3 separate regions of the Mus musculus genome follow, and all the other regions are linked to region 3. Evidence: chromatin contacts called from public Hi-C data. All regions are on one chromosome and are shown on one strand. Each heading gives the region's core, a stretch centred on a gene start, on an enhancer-like site or on the middle of the called end of the contact. The rest is flanking DNA. Distances are from core to core; before and after follow the strand shown.

Region 1 (4,463 bases), core at 1,210-3,709, 100 kb after region 3:
TCTATGTAGAATAAGATAATGTCATAGTTGAAAGCAAAGTATCTATGCCCACTAGGCACATCAGTTACAGATGCCACCTGACTGTAGAGCTTGCATGACATGGAGTCCCAATACACACAAGATGCCACAGCACAGACTCACACATTCAGAGCACATGCTCCCCGGCACAGAAACTATACCCACAGCACATACAAGTCGTGCACAGTCCACACACATTCAACCACAAACTCACATAAACACCACACACCACATGCATATTATATATGGCACAAAAAACCTATACACATATGCATATAAGACTCACACCACAAACCTACATATACCACATACTACACACATAACACACAAATAATATGCATCAAAAACACACCATGTACATACATGTTATGTAACCATACACCACACTCCATACCCTACATCACACGCTACACATGTGCTGCACGCTATGCAACACATATCACACATAGTACACATACCAGACAACCCATACCCTCCCCATCTTTCCCCTCTGTACCCATAGATACGTTGCAAATGTCTAGCAGTGGGAACACTCTGCCACAAGCCAGAGGAAAGACTTCTCTGCCGGGGCCCCATTTGAAAGGGGTCCACTCTTCATCAAGGAACACTGCCCTGGCCACTTGGGGCTCTTCTCTGACTGAGCACGTAGGGCTCTCAGCATTATTGATGCTGGTCTGGGAGGAGCCTGTCAAACTCCAGTGCCTGCACATCTGAGGGTCAGCTCAGGCCTCCCAAACAACATCATATCACCTGGGTACCACACTTCCCATGGAAGGGCATCGTGTGCACAGTGTGTCCAGAGGAAGGCCAAGTGTTCTGAGGTTGGGACTTAGGACCCCTACTGCAAGTAAGTGATCATGCTTGAGTTTTTAGTTCTTCCTGGGTTGGTTAAACTCGGGCTTTGTAACTCACTGGTGTGGGGCAGGGCCCCTTATACACCTGAAGAATGGGCTCCTCTATTCTTTCTGTAGAAAGGCAGCCAGTGCCTGTGCCAAGACAGAGCACGCCTGAAAACACACCAGCATTCTAGCCATGGTGCGATCCGTGACTCCAAACACCAGGAGTCAAATCTGAATTCCCCAAATCTGAATGACTTCCAAGCCATTAGATCCCAGCCCAAAAGAGAAAGCGAGGGGCATGTGTTCAGACCCTGGATGGTCTTAAGCGGTCATCCAGCCTAGTGTAGCCCATATGCAGGCAACACAAGTCTCCAATACCTCTGAATGTCCACCTTATTCCTCCCACAGTCTCTCAGCCATGCTCAGTGCCACCCCTTAAATAGCTCCCCACCCCCAAAGGAGAGACAGTAACCCATGCCTGGGCTCAAGGGTTTTATATCTGAAGGGTAAACTGAGCCGCCAGGCAAGGAATCAGGAGACAGCCCAGGTTGCAATATGGATGCCTGGGAACTGGGTGAGTGAGCTAGCTTTCCTATTCTGACAGTGTTCAAAGTTGTAGCATGCCGGTTCATTCTGGAGCTAACTCTGAGGGGCAGGAATTGCTCTCTCCACCTGGCAGCAGTGGGGCCAGAGATGTGGGTCTCATCCCCTCTCTGGGTCTCACAGTGGGGATTTCTCTGCACATATCTGGGTCTACGTGATTCTAAAAGTTTCACCCTACCCCACAGCAGTGGTCTGATGATCTACACATGCTCCACCCTACTGAAAGGTTAGGATGAGCTCGCTGACTTTCCTAGTCAGTAAGTCAGAAGGAATAGAGCCGTGCTGGGCTAAATCACTTTGCAGTCACCAAGCCCTCTGCATTTCTGACTCCCAGGGCCTCTGGACTATGAGATTAGCGACACTGATAGCAGCACAGCTCACAGCACAGCTGCCCAGGAGGTCACAGAGGTGCTGGGAACTGATGCTGTTTCCAGACTGCCCAGGGGAAGGCATCTGCCCTGGGTGATTCACAAGTCTTTACTCGCCAAGGGTGCTGGGCTAAACACATGCAGATCCTGAGATACTGTGTGTCCTGTGTCACTAGTACACGCAAGCTGTTTGTAGGTCAGGCTCTCCTACACCCAGCCCCAGGGGGCCTGTTTCCAGAAATGCCTTCATCTGTGAGTCCCAAATGTTAGCCACGTCCACTCGCTCGGCTGATTATCCCGAATATCTGCTTCTTCAGAAGCTCCTCGTGACATCATGGCTAGGGAATTCAGTGTTTGTAGAATCCTTATTGTAATTTCGCCATGTTCTCATGAGATAGTCAGAAGGTTTTGCCCCCAAGGATCCATGGTGCCCACCTCTAGAAGCAGGGGTGGGGGCATCCGAATGCTACTCTCTGTAGAGTCCGCTGTACAGAATCGACAACAGACCTCATCTATAGCCTGGAGGCTGTTCTGTTTCCTGGATGGAAACTGATAACTTCAGGCTCCAGGCCCAGTTCTCTCTAAGGTCACATGAACGAGGTCCTCAGTCCATGTGGAAATGAGATCACAAGACAGATTAAAGAGGGTTCCAGGGCGCTGTCCTCGGTTTGCTCGGGCTCCAGAGCATCAAGGCAACTGTTTATGGAAACCGCGTCCTCTTCAAACACTTCCTTCTTTAATCGCCAGCACGTGCATGTGGGAAAAAGCCTAGCAGAGGGAGAAACACCAGCACGGAGTCTCTACAGCGCCTCGGCTCTGTTGGGCACTTCGTGTTTGCTTTCTGGTGTGCGGTGAGTTTGTTCTTGCAGCTCTTGGTCTTCCCTGCTGCATTTCCTGGGCTGAGAGTAACTGCAGTGTTGAGCTGGGTGTGGAGCGAGGGGGAGATTTCTGTGAAGAGCCTTGTGTGTGTAAGATGTATGTACATACAATAGGTTTGGCCCCGGCCATCATGGATGACAAGAAGTCCCATGATCCCCTGCCTGCTGGCCCGTGGTGGGATTGAAAAGTGTAAGAATCAGAGAGCCAGTATGCAAATTCCAGACTGAGACTGAAGTTCTCAAAGCCACAAGCGCTGGGCTGGCTGTGTGTCCAGTTAGACAGACAACAGTCAGCCTCGCCCTGACTTTTGTTCCCTCCGGACCTTCAAGAATGGGACGATGCCCCCACTAAGCCAGTCAACAGAAATGCTCACCTTTCCAGAAACACCTACAGACACAACAGGGAAGAAGGCCTAGCTAGTTATATGGGCACCCTATGGCCCGGTCCATCTGGTATGTCAAACCAGCCTTCTTACACAGTCTGTGCTTACTGCTCAGCTCTGCTGCTGCCACGATGAGACAGCATTGTGTGTGAATGCACGCACGGGGCTTTGCACTAGTGAGACCTACTTTACACAGGCTGCATTTGTGCGGAGCACAGTTCTATTATTATGGTGCTTGCTGCGCGAGCGTGGGCACCTGAGTTCACACCCCCAGCTCTCAATCAAAGCCAAGCTCCAGGATCAGTGAGAGACCCTGTCACATAAAATAAGGTGGGGAAAGAGACTGTGGGGTGCTCAGCCCGAAATCTGGACAGCAATATTACAGCACCTCCTCCCCAGGGTTCAGGAAGAGGAGACAGAGAGAGCGTAAGAGCCAGAGGCAGAGCTGACTACATCAAAACTGTCTTCGAGAACTGTTTTCACTCAGAAAGGCAGCTAGATATACACACTCACCGAGATTATGACAGCACATACAAGGGACAGAGTCAAGGCAGGCAAAATTCCAGCATAAATGGGGAAGGGACGCACAAAGTCACACCCCTAACTGAGGAACTATTGATAACTGACATCAACAGGACCACACATCCGAAGTCCACAGACAGCACACGGTGGACTGGATGGGTTTTGTTTGTTTTAAGTGAGGACACAAAGTTGTATATGGGCATAAAATCAAGGAGGTCTGGAAGGAGTTGTGGGGATGAGAATGATTAAAATAAATGTGAAATTCTCAAAGAATTAATAAAAATAAGGTAAAGTTAAAATAATATGGAAACCAAAAGAAGGATGGAGAGATGAAATGCTCCATCTCTATCTCTGACCTCTACATGCACACATGTGTGTGTGCACACACAGCATATACACACACATATTTTGCATACGCATACATACACATACAAAAGAAAACTGTTAATTTATAGACATCAACCCTGGGCCAGGTGTGCCAGGCAGGTTACAGCTGGCCAGAGTGCTGCTCGAGATGCCACCGAGCCTGTCCTGCAGGTTGCTATGGAGTCAGTGGGTGCAGCTGGGGACGTCACAATCGCAAAGAATCTTCACCTTTTTTTTTTGAGATAAGATCTCACTGTGACGCTCTGACTGTCCCAGAACTCCCTCTGTAAACCAGCCTGTCCTGGAACTCAGAGATCCACCTGCTTCTGCCTCCCAAGTGCTGGGATCAAACACCCAGCTGCATCTTCACCTTTCAGTGAGAGTCCCATGTGTAGCATGGGGACATGCTCTCTGTGTGGTTGTGCTCTTCGCCACTTGTGAGGGAATGTTTCAGTGTGTCTGCTGTGAACCCCAGAGAAGATGATG
Region 2 (4,671 bases), core at 272-2,771, 100 kb before region 3:
CATACATGTAAGAAAACATACATGTAAGAAAAACAATCAGGAGAGGACTTCAGATTACGAGCTTTTAAGTTAGTAAATAGCAACAGGCACAAGGTAGAGAAGACAGAGCGGAAGGCACAGTGAGTGTGGCTGCCAGTCTTCTGCATCTAGGTTTCCTACCCGTGGGCATCTGCATGGATGAGCGCAGGGGCTCAGCTCGGTGTGTCCCCTTTCTGCCTCTTGCTCTGGGGACTCAGTCTGCCTTATGCCTGTCACTAGAGCACTTCTAGGACATAAACACCTCCCCCAATACCATGTCTACACCATTAATAACCCTAATACTAGGAGGTGCTCTCCATCTCCTCAAATAGGGTTTGTTTATTCTTTGGCACAAGTCCTAGTAGTAAATTGAGCACCCCAAGTGGCTCACCTGCTTGCCCAAAGTGACCCCATTGGTCAGTGGCTGTCATTTCCACCTGGGTGCCTTGTTCAATACAACTTCTAATGCCCTTCATTTTCCCCACTGACCCAGCCTGGCCCTGTGGATGGAGCATGCACACGGGCAGATCTGTACGGCAGAAAGCCCTTCTAAGACTTCCGGCAAGCTCTACACTCAACACAGGAGCCAAGCCATGAAGACAGTGAAGATTTATGGGGGATCCTAAGGCCATGTGAACTTATCTTTTTGGCTGGACTCTACATTCCTGGTCATCCCCTGTGGCTCCGTGGGAGCACCTTCCTTTCTTGTCAGTATTTCACACCTCTCCCCTCTGCTCTGCTGGGGTTTGCTTTATAGAAAAATTGTATCATGATCATGACAGTGCTTCTGCAGGGTAAGCTGGTCCATGTGCCTCTGTGTCTGCGCTTTGATCCCCTAGGTCTGTGATTGGCTGGGGCTGAGGATGCTGGGGTGAAATGGGTAGAGTGGTCCTGATCTGGAGGGCTTCAGTCTAGTGGGAGAAGGGCTTCCAGACAGCCCAGTCTGGGCACTGTGGGTGATGAGGCTAGTGCCTGAGCTGTGTGCTGGGTGTGGAGTAGGGCCTTCTAGGCTGGGTGCTATAGGTTATGGGTGGCCTGCTGGGCTGGGCACTGCAGATGAAGGGTGATCAGCTGGGATGGTTGTTGTAGGTGCTGAGACAGCTTCCTAGTCTGGATGCTACAACTGTGGGTCTGTTCTCTTGCATGTTCTGGATGTGGTCCTACTATATCTTCAGCCTCTTAAGTACAATGGGACTAACTGGAACCACAGGACCCTTTTGCTGGGCACCTCCCACGCCAACCCCTGGTTCTGGCACCTATGAGACTGGCTGATCTTCTGGAGATTAGCAAGGGTGGGGTTCATGTGAGTGTGGACAGAGTCCCCCTGTGCTTTGCATCCCAGAGTGTGTAGACACACAGGGACCACATCCAAGAAGCCATACTTGCCAAGCCCTCGGGACCAGGGCTCCATGAGAACCGTTTTTATTGAGGATTGTGGTATGTAGTAGATTGAGAAATTGCCATAGTTGGAAAAACAAGTAGAAAACCTTCCAGAAAGTAAACCCCGAGGAAGGAAGTGCCAGGACAGGGAGTGCTGGACACGTGGGAGGCTCAAGCTCAGTTTCTAGGGGAGCGCTGGGCCATGCAGGTCCCAGTGCCTTCGGATTTGGCCTGGTGGCAGTTCTCGCTGTATTTAAGGTCTAAGATATTCTTTGATTAATTTCCGTGGACTTCACTAGAGTTACAACAGCAAGTCCCTGAGCACTAATTAAGGAAGAGAGGCGGACAGTGACTCATGCTGGAAAGAACCCTCTCCCAGCCCTAACAAAGTGTCTCAGGTCCTCACAGTGGGAACGGCCTCTGATCAAGGCAGCTCTGGATTTAGGTCAGCAAGATAATGGTCAGAGATCTTACTAGCCCCCCACCCCCACCCCCTGTGTGTGTGTGTGTGTGTGTGTGTGTGTGTGTGTGTGTGTATGTGTGTCTTACGTATTGTGTGAGTCTGTCTTTGTGTCTCCTCTCTATCTGCTTATGTGTGTGTGTCTGTTTCTGTATGTCCTTCTGTTCGTCTCTCTCTGTGTTTCTGTTTCTCACTGTGTGTATGTACATATCTGTGGATCTGTGTCGGTGTGCCCCCTCCCCCCGTGCCTGTTGGTCTCTATCTTGCTGTGTCTCTGTGTCTGTCTGTCTGTCTGCCTGCCTATTCCCCCCCCCACCTGTCTCTGTATTCACTTACAGGCTCCAGGCTCCAATTGTGTGTCCCCCAGAAGAGCTGACAGGGGCACCTGGCATGGCTTCTTACACAGTTCTCCTGCTGGAGACCAACAGAACCTTCTGGTGCTTGAACTCAGGGCCTCACACACGCAAGGCAGGCTCCCACCGAGCTGTGACTCAGCTGTTCCAGATCACAAGTCCATGACCAGGGATCTGCCACCACCTAGGTTGGAAGTCACAGCATCCATCTGGCCCCAACCACGAAGGGCCATTTTGGCTGACCAAACCTTTTCTTGAAAGCTTGGGTGGTAAGAAGGAGAGCAGAGGTCGTTGCTTCAGTCACATGCTGGGGAAGGTTGACAAGGCACAAGTAATTCTTATCCAACATAGAAGCAGAGTGTGCCAAAAATGAGAGCAAATTCAAGGGTGTATTTTCTCTCCAAGTGAGAAGTAGCTTGGAGCCTTTCCTGCCATGTGACTAGATTCTGGCTATGGATCTGACCTGGGAGGCCACAGAGGACCCACAGCTTGGGATTCCTTTAGGAGCCAAGACTGAGCAGCAAGTGTGGACATTATTCCCAGTAGAACTTGGTCTTGGGCAGACAAGGAGCTGAGTCTGCTGGTACAGTGTGTTGCTGTGCATCAGAACTAGAGCCCTGTCATCTGGGTGACGTCCAGAGTATGACATTCTCACAGGCTGTCTGCCTTCGGCCTCCATTCCTGTAAACACTTTGCCTATAGATAAGAACCAGCTTGCTGTTTAGCCGAAGGGAATAAATCTTCTTTAGACCAGGAAGGGACCCCATGGTTGAATCTTGACAGCTGGGCAAAGTACAAGTGCAGAGAATGTTGCTGTGAGCAGGGACAGCCAATGAAAGCACCAGGCCACACAGGGCTAACAACTCAGCCAGGGACAGAGATGGGCCTATCTGCCAAGCAGCGTGCTGGAGACCAGAGACTCAGGAGGGAACGCATATGTGGTCAGGTCCCCACGGGGTGAGAGTTGACAGACAAGCAGGGCAGAAAAGCACACAGACTACGTCCCCTTGTTCTCTTGGGTCTCACAAAGGGCAGTGGTGGAGAAGCTTTGCCAGCAAGCACAGGAACTTTGGGAGAAGATTTGAGAAGATGTTTAAATTGTAAGGCCTTCTATTGATCATATAGCAGTCATAATCCCAGATCACCCAACACTGAAGCTGCCTTTGAGCCCCAGCTTCCCCATGGGAGTCACTCTCCTTTATTTAGTTTTAGTTAATGTGTATAGGTGTTCACATGCGTTTGTATATGCACCATGTGCATGGAGTGCCCACAGAAGCTAGGAGAGGGCATCAGATTGCCCTGAAACTGGAGTGACAGGCAGTTGTGAACCTCCATTGGACCAGCCAGTGTTCTTGACCACTGAGCAATCTCTAGCCCCTTCACTGTCTCTTCTACATCATGGCAATGGCAACGCAGAGACAGTTTCTCACAGCTGACAGCACTCCCTTTATGAATTGTATCTTCACACAGCATTGCTTGTTTTAATTAAGAATTTTAATAATTGTATATTCACAGGCAGTTGTAAAAAAAATAGTGCCCAGAGGTCCCATGTGACTTCTACCCAATGTCAAATAATGGCAACATCTTGTATTGAGTAGGGACAGCAAATGGGACCTTTTGCAGTCAGAGAAGAGCATTCAACCATCCCTGCGTGACAGTTCAGATTTCCAGGTCTCTCTCATGCCCAGACCTTTGGCATTACCCTTCAGGGGTCCCTTCCCCGTCTTTCCCTGCTCCCTGAAACGGCTACTCTGTTCCCTGGGTCTACGGTTTATATGCTTTATAATCCTGACTGTCCAGATGCAGTCTTTTGGAGTTCACTGTTCTACACACTGTAATTTTCTGGAGACTCATCCCAGCTGCCCGCAGTCGTTCCTTTCAATGATGGAGGCAGATTTGGTTCCGTGAATGTACCTCAGCTTATGTCACAATTTGTCTTGAATATAGGACATCACTGAAGACATCTGTGAGCAGGAGTTTCTAGAATCCATGTCCAGGAGCAAACTTGTAGGATACTTGTCTAGGAGCAAAGTCGCTGGGTCACAGGGTAGTGAGGTATTTAAAAATTTCAAAACCATCCAAACTGCTTTCCAGAGAAGCTGCCTCATTTTAAGTTCCTGTAAGTGAGAAACCTCCAGGATGCTCTCCCTAGAGATGAGGATGCCCCTGTGTGCAGCTGTTCTGATAAGTGTGAAGAGACACTTGGTATTCATTCCCCAGTGGCTGGTGGTGTTTCATTGCGATAGAATCTCTCCATTGATATGTCTGTCATAGCTTTTGTCCATTTCCTATTGAGTATCAATAAAAATATAAAATATAGTTTATCTCATCCACATCACTGCCCATCATCAAAGGAAGTCAGGGTAGGAACTCCAAGTAGGAACCTGGAGGCAGGAGCTGAAGCAGAAGTCGTGGAGGAGTGATGTCATGAAGGGCTGTTCCCCTGCCTTGCTCAGCTTT
Region 3 (4,919 bases), core at 540-3,039:
CACAGGCACAAGCAAAGACTGACACCCACCGTGACCCTCGCTCACCATTGATTAGAGCTAATCAGGGGGGATGTTCTCAAAGCCCTCAATCATGGGACCCTGGGCCTCCCTGGAAAGTGGGGCTGGGAAGTTCAGCCCAAACCCAGCAGTAACAGAGAGTGCATTTTGTATTTTTCCTGAAAAGTCAACAAAGGGGAAAGGCAGAGAGTGACAGAACATGCCGAGTTTTGTGGTCACACTGGGCTTCCCGACCTCAGCGGTAACCACACCAGACCCGAAAATTCCCCCTGATACCTGCTAGTTTAGGAGTCCTTTCCCCACAAACCAGCATGTTTCCTGCATTTTAAAATCTACCCTAAAGACAGGGACTTCTGGCTTCCCGATCCTTCTGAGTTCAAATCTAGATTACAAATATCATCTGGCTGGGAATTTAGCCCCAGCCATGGCCTAGTCAAAAGAGCCCAGGATAGGAGCAATGTTTTAGGTTACCCCCCAAATCTCTGTAAGCCCAGATGATAGCCATGATAAAATGCCTTGAGAAGCCCAGGCCTGTCGAACACCCTCCTCCACAAGGACACAGACCCATTTTAGGCAAAAGTGTGGAACTCTCCAGCCACCGAACTCCGCTGAGCAGGTGCACGGTCCTCCAGCAGCACCCTGCTTGCTGCTGCAGAAGTAACCCAGTGACCAAATAGGGAGCCAATAAATAGGAGTCATTACAGGATAACGAAATGTTTGTGCTTAAAGTGGGGAGGAATTCTAGTGCAGGTTGTAACATGGAGAAGATGCTGTATTCCAGGAAATAAGCAATATACAAATGATAAATGCTGCCAGTGACTATCACAGGGTATGGTGGTGTGCGGGCCGCTAATCCCAGAGCTCTGAAGGCTGAGGCAGGGGGATTACTGCAAAGTTGGGGTCAGCATGGACTTCATAGTGAGCACACACACTTAAGACAGTGTCTCAAGAGATCAGAATGTGAGGATGTAAATAAATACCATGTGGCATCATGTGTGTGATGTCCCGAAAGTTCTTTATATCAAAGTAGGATGGCAGGTTTCCGGGGCTGAGCGGGAGACCAGCGGTTTGTGTCGAATGGAGTTGGGCTTAGCCTGGGAAGATTTCTGAGTAGTGATAGCTCCTCAGAAATCATCATTATGAGTGAGTGTGGTCGGTGCATTGAACTGTGTACTTAAAAATGGGTAGCATGGGAAATACCATTGTGTGTGTGTGTGTGTGTGTGTGTGTCTGTTATATTCTATCACAATAAAATAGAAATAACATTTTAACCTCACACTAACTAATAACACAAACACAAGAAAACCTGCATTTGTCACCTGCTCCTGAGCCTCCAAGTAGCCCCTACTAACTAGTACCTTAGCTAAACAAAAGCAATTCAGGGTATCTGAGAGAAAGTGGTGTTAGTAAGACTAGTTGGGGGGCAGGTGTTGCATATATAAGCAAGGCTACTTACAAAACCACCAACTGTTGGCTGTGTGATCTTAGGCCAGTCACTCTACTTCTTTGGGGTCCAGTCTCCCTTACTCTTGAATCAGACCATTTCAGACTTTTGCCCCCTGAGCTTGTACACCCTGAGACTTTGGAATTCCATTTTTAAAATCTGAGGTTAGTGGTTAGTGTGATTTCCTTACTGCAGAGGACAGTACTGCATCCTCTGTGTCGTGGCATCTCTCTGGCTTGCCCCTGCATGTGCTCACACATGTGGAAAGAAGAGGTTCTGTTGAGCCTTTTCCTAATAGAGAACACATTGTCCACTTGCCTTTGAAGTCTTTCATCTGCGGCAAGACCACAAGGGGGCGATGCTCGCCGGAATCTTCCAGCATGACGCTGAGCACCTCCTTCAAGGAGGGGGCTTTGTTCTTTCCTCGGAGTTTGGTAGGGTCTTGTCCCTGGAGGCTCCAGGGGGGTGGGGGAGCTCCCACGTTTTTTTCAAGGGTTGAGCACTCACGGGGGGGGGGGGGTAGGGGGGCACGGGCGGCTGGAGAACCGAGACAATTCAAAACCAGAATATTTGCAATCACCCAACAGACTTCACAAAACAATGAAACAATGATTTCAAGTCAGGTACTTGACTATGCTGGAAGGAAGAATTAAGCAGGGCCAGCAGACCAGCTTACAGTCTTGCCTCTCAAAGGCAGGCTCAGAGCTGCGGCATTTTTAGACCTAGAAGCAGGGATGGCTCACTCACTACTGGGGCTTGATGTCACCTCAGTGTGACCTTCTGAAATGCTGGGTAACTTGAAAACTGCAATGTTAACAAGAAAAGGAAGAAACATTGATGTTTTTTGCTCAAACACGTTATTCCTCTACCTTGGTGGACACTGGGGGGTTATGTCCTGTGTCCTGATACAGTGTCTTCATTTGATGACACAGCCACTTTTGTGGTTGGGAATACCCTCCACGTCCTGCAGGAGATGTTATTTCTTCCTTCAAGGCTGACACCTGCTGCCATTCTGGTATCTGCTGCTTGCCAGACCCCATCAGCCTGACTCTGTGACTGACAGCCCTAAAAATGCTATCCATGGCCTTGGTGACATTGGGGGAACCGAGTTTCTGCTAGCTCTGGTGCTCTTCCCCAAAGCATGCACTGGACTTTTATTTCATTGATTTTCAAGAGCTTTTTTACATGCTCGTTTTAACAGTCTCTCTCCTTCCTTGTCCCATAGATGCCCCACACACTAGTGATGGTACATTCCCCAAAGGTACATAATCCTTTTGCCTGTGATCAGCTGTGCCCAGTGCTGTCAATCATCAAACAGGGCTAAAAATAAAGACTGGACACGACTGAGCTCAAAGACAAATGTGTTGTGTCCATATTTCAGCCCCAACTTATGATATGCATTTATAAACGTCTGAATGTGAGTTCCTCACTAAGTGAACACTCACTGAAAGCCTCGTGTGGGCAAGACAGAGTTTACTAAGCCTCAGGGTGCTGCAAGAAGAGACTCAAAAGCTACTCTGACCTTGGTAAATACGTCTATGGGACACAGACCCATGCACCAATCAGTGTGGAAGATACAGGTTACAGCCTGAAGCTTGGGAAGCTATCTTGCACGTGCACTGGGACTTCCTGGCTAAATTAATGTACTCGTTCATTCATGTAGCCTATGTGCACCTGACATTTACCAAGTGCCTGGGCCATTTCAGGTACTGAGGCAATAAGACAAGACAGATCCAGTACAGACAGGGAGACCAAAACAACTGGAGACCCTGCCAATTCCCCCTGTCCCACATGGAGTCATAGGGGACTTTCCCTACACAGAAACAAACAACGAAACGGACTAAATGTATGAAACAATGGGTTTCCAAACCCCAGAGCACACATTGAAGGCCAGCAGTCACTGTGGGGTGGCGGGTGTAAGGTGAGTCCCAGAATAACCCCGTTTACTGCATTGCCTTCAAGACACCATACCAGGCTGAGCCCACCAGGCCGCTAACCACCGCGAAAGTAGAGTCAAGAATGTGGGGCGATCATGGAGTCCCAGAGGAGAGAGAACCCCAGAGATGAGGTAGGCAGAAGCTCCCCACCATCTGAGCAATGGATGCAGGTAAAGAAACTACCCACGTGTCACCTTGAGGGAGAGAGAGAGTCATGCCTGACTTCCACACAGACCTTTCTGTCGTGTCTGTTCCCACTCACAAACCTAGAAGCCTTGGGAGCAGCAGGCAGCGTGCTCTGCATTAGCCCCCGCAGGGGGGAATACGAGCCCTCGATGAAAGAGGTGCTGATCCCAGCTAACAAGTCAAAAGGAGGACTCCAGAACAGAAGGAAACTCAATTGCATCTTGAAGGAAGTTCAAAGTCACCCACGGCATCCAACAAGATGAAATTCAGAGTATTTGGCATCCAATCAAAAGCCACCAGTCAGGCAAAGAAACAGGAAAAAAAAAAAAGTGACCCGTAACGAGGAGAAAACCAATCAGCCAAACAAAACACAAAACCAGAGCTGGCACAGACGTTAGGACTGACAGACGGAGAAATTAAGTTACCATAACTGTGCCCCATATGTTCAAAAATCTGAAGCGAAGACTCAGAAAATACACGAGAGACAAAGTGAGCGTTAGATCTGAGAACTGTGGTGTCCGAAATCAGATACAACAGGGATGGCTTGATGATGGATTGTTAGGTGCATGAGAGACTATCAGTGGATTGGAAGACAGTGTTGGAAACTACCTGGAGGAAAACACAAAGAAAAGAATTTAGAAAGTTAGCGAAAGCAAGCCAGCAAGGTGCTGGAGAACTTCAAGGGGCTTCAGGGCTGTGAATGGGAGCCCTAGAAGGGCGAGAGAGAGAGAGAGAGAGAGAGAGAGAGAGAGAGAGAGAGACAGAGAGAGACAGAGAGAGAGACAGAGAGACAGAGACAGAGACAGAGACAGAGACAGAGAGAGAAAGGGAGGAAGAGAGAGAGAGAGAGAGAGAGAGAGAGAGAGAGAGAGAGAGAGAGAGAGGAGTGTACACTGGTGGAGATGCACTTTGCTCCAGATTTGAGGAAGACTCTACGCTCACAGACCTAACGAGTAAGCTCAACTGTAGGAAATCACACACCACTCGAAGAAAACTGTAGCGCAGAGCTTTAGAATCTATGTACCTGGACAAAGCTTCTAAGTAGAAAATGATATTTCACATACAGGGAGCCATGGGAGATGAGAGCAAATTTCTCAGAAACATTGAGAAGATGGGGGAACCAACATTGAAATGCAAACACAGCGGCTGTCAGCCCAGGATTTTAGTTCTGATTTTTTTTTTTTTTTTGAGACAGGGTTTCTCTGTGTAGCCCTGGCTGTCCTGGAACTCACTCTGTAGACCAGGCTGGCCTCGAACTCAGAAATCCGCCTGCCTCTGCCTCCCAAGTGCTGGGATTAAAGGCGTGTGCCACCACTGCCTGGCTTTAGTTCTAA

The links. A called contact is a pair of places that touch in the nucleus more often than the background predicts.
Region 1: a Hi-C map of uterus shows a contact between it and region 3, with 4 times the contacts expected there. The contact joins two enhancer-like sites. A contact is called at or near these places in 1 of 39 promoter capture datasets (embryonic stem cells), 8 of 484 Hi-C or Micro-C datasets (the G1E-ER4 cell line, the HPC-7 cell line, the NIH/3T3 cell line and 5 more) and 1 of 115 datasets of contacts at active chromatin or transcription factors (the NIH/3T3 cell line).
Region 2: a contact with region 3 is called in a Hi-C map of uterus, with 2.7 times the contacts expected there. The contact joins two enhancer-like sites. A contact is called at or near these places in 7 of 484 Hi-C or Micro-C datasets (the G1E-ER4 cell line, cerebral cortex, differentiating spermatogonia and 4 more).

Annotation. Positions count from the first base shown.
Region 1 is chr1:91,650,492-91,654,954 of GRCm38.p6, reverse strand. No RefSeq gene overlaps it. Among named protein-coding and RNA genes, the nearest start is that of Gm28380, 42 kb to the right of the region's middle. Within about 2 kb of position 2,459, at least 11 of the 459 cell types and tissues checked have an H3K27ac peak or open chromatin away from gene starts, as enhancers often do. A contact at or near this core is called in uterus, where this site is marked.
Region 2 is chr1:91,855,346-91,860,016 of GRCm38.p6, reverse strand. No RefSeq gene overlaps it. Among named protein-coding and RNA genes, the nearest start is that of Gm46242, 22 kb to the left of the region's middle. Within about 2 kb of position 1,521, at least 58 of the 459 cell types and tissues checked have an H3K27ac peak or open chromatin away from gene starts, as enhancers often do. A contact at or near this core is called in uterus, where this site is marked.
Region 3 is chr1:91,752,166-91,757,084 of GRCm38.p6, reverse strand. No RefSeq gene overlaps it. Among named protein-coding and RNA genes, the nearest start is that of Twist2, 47 kb to the left of the region's middle. Within about 2 kb of position 1,789, at least 19 of the 459 cell types and tissues checked have an H3K27ac peak or open chromatin away from gene starts, as enhancers often do. A contact at or near this core is called in uterus, where this site is marked.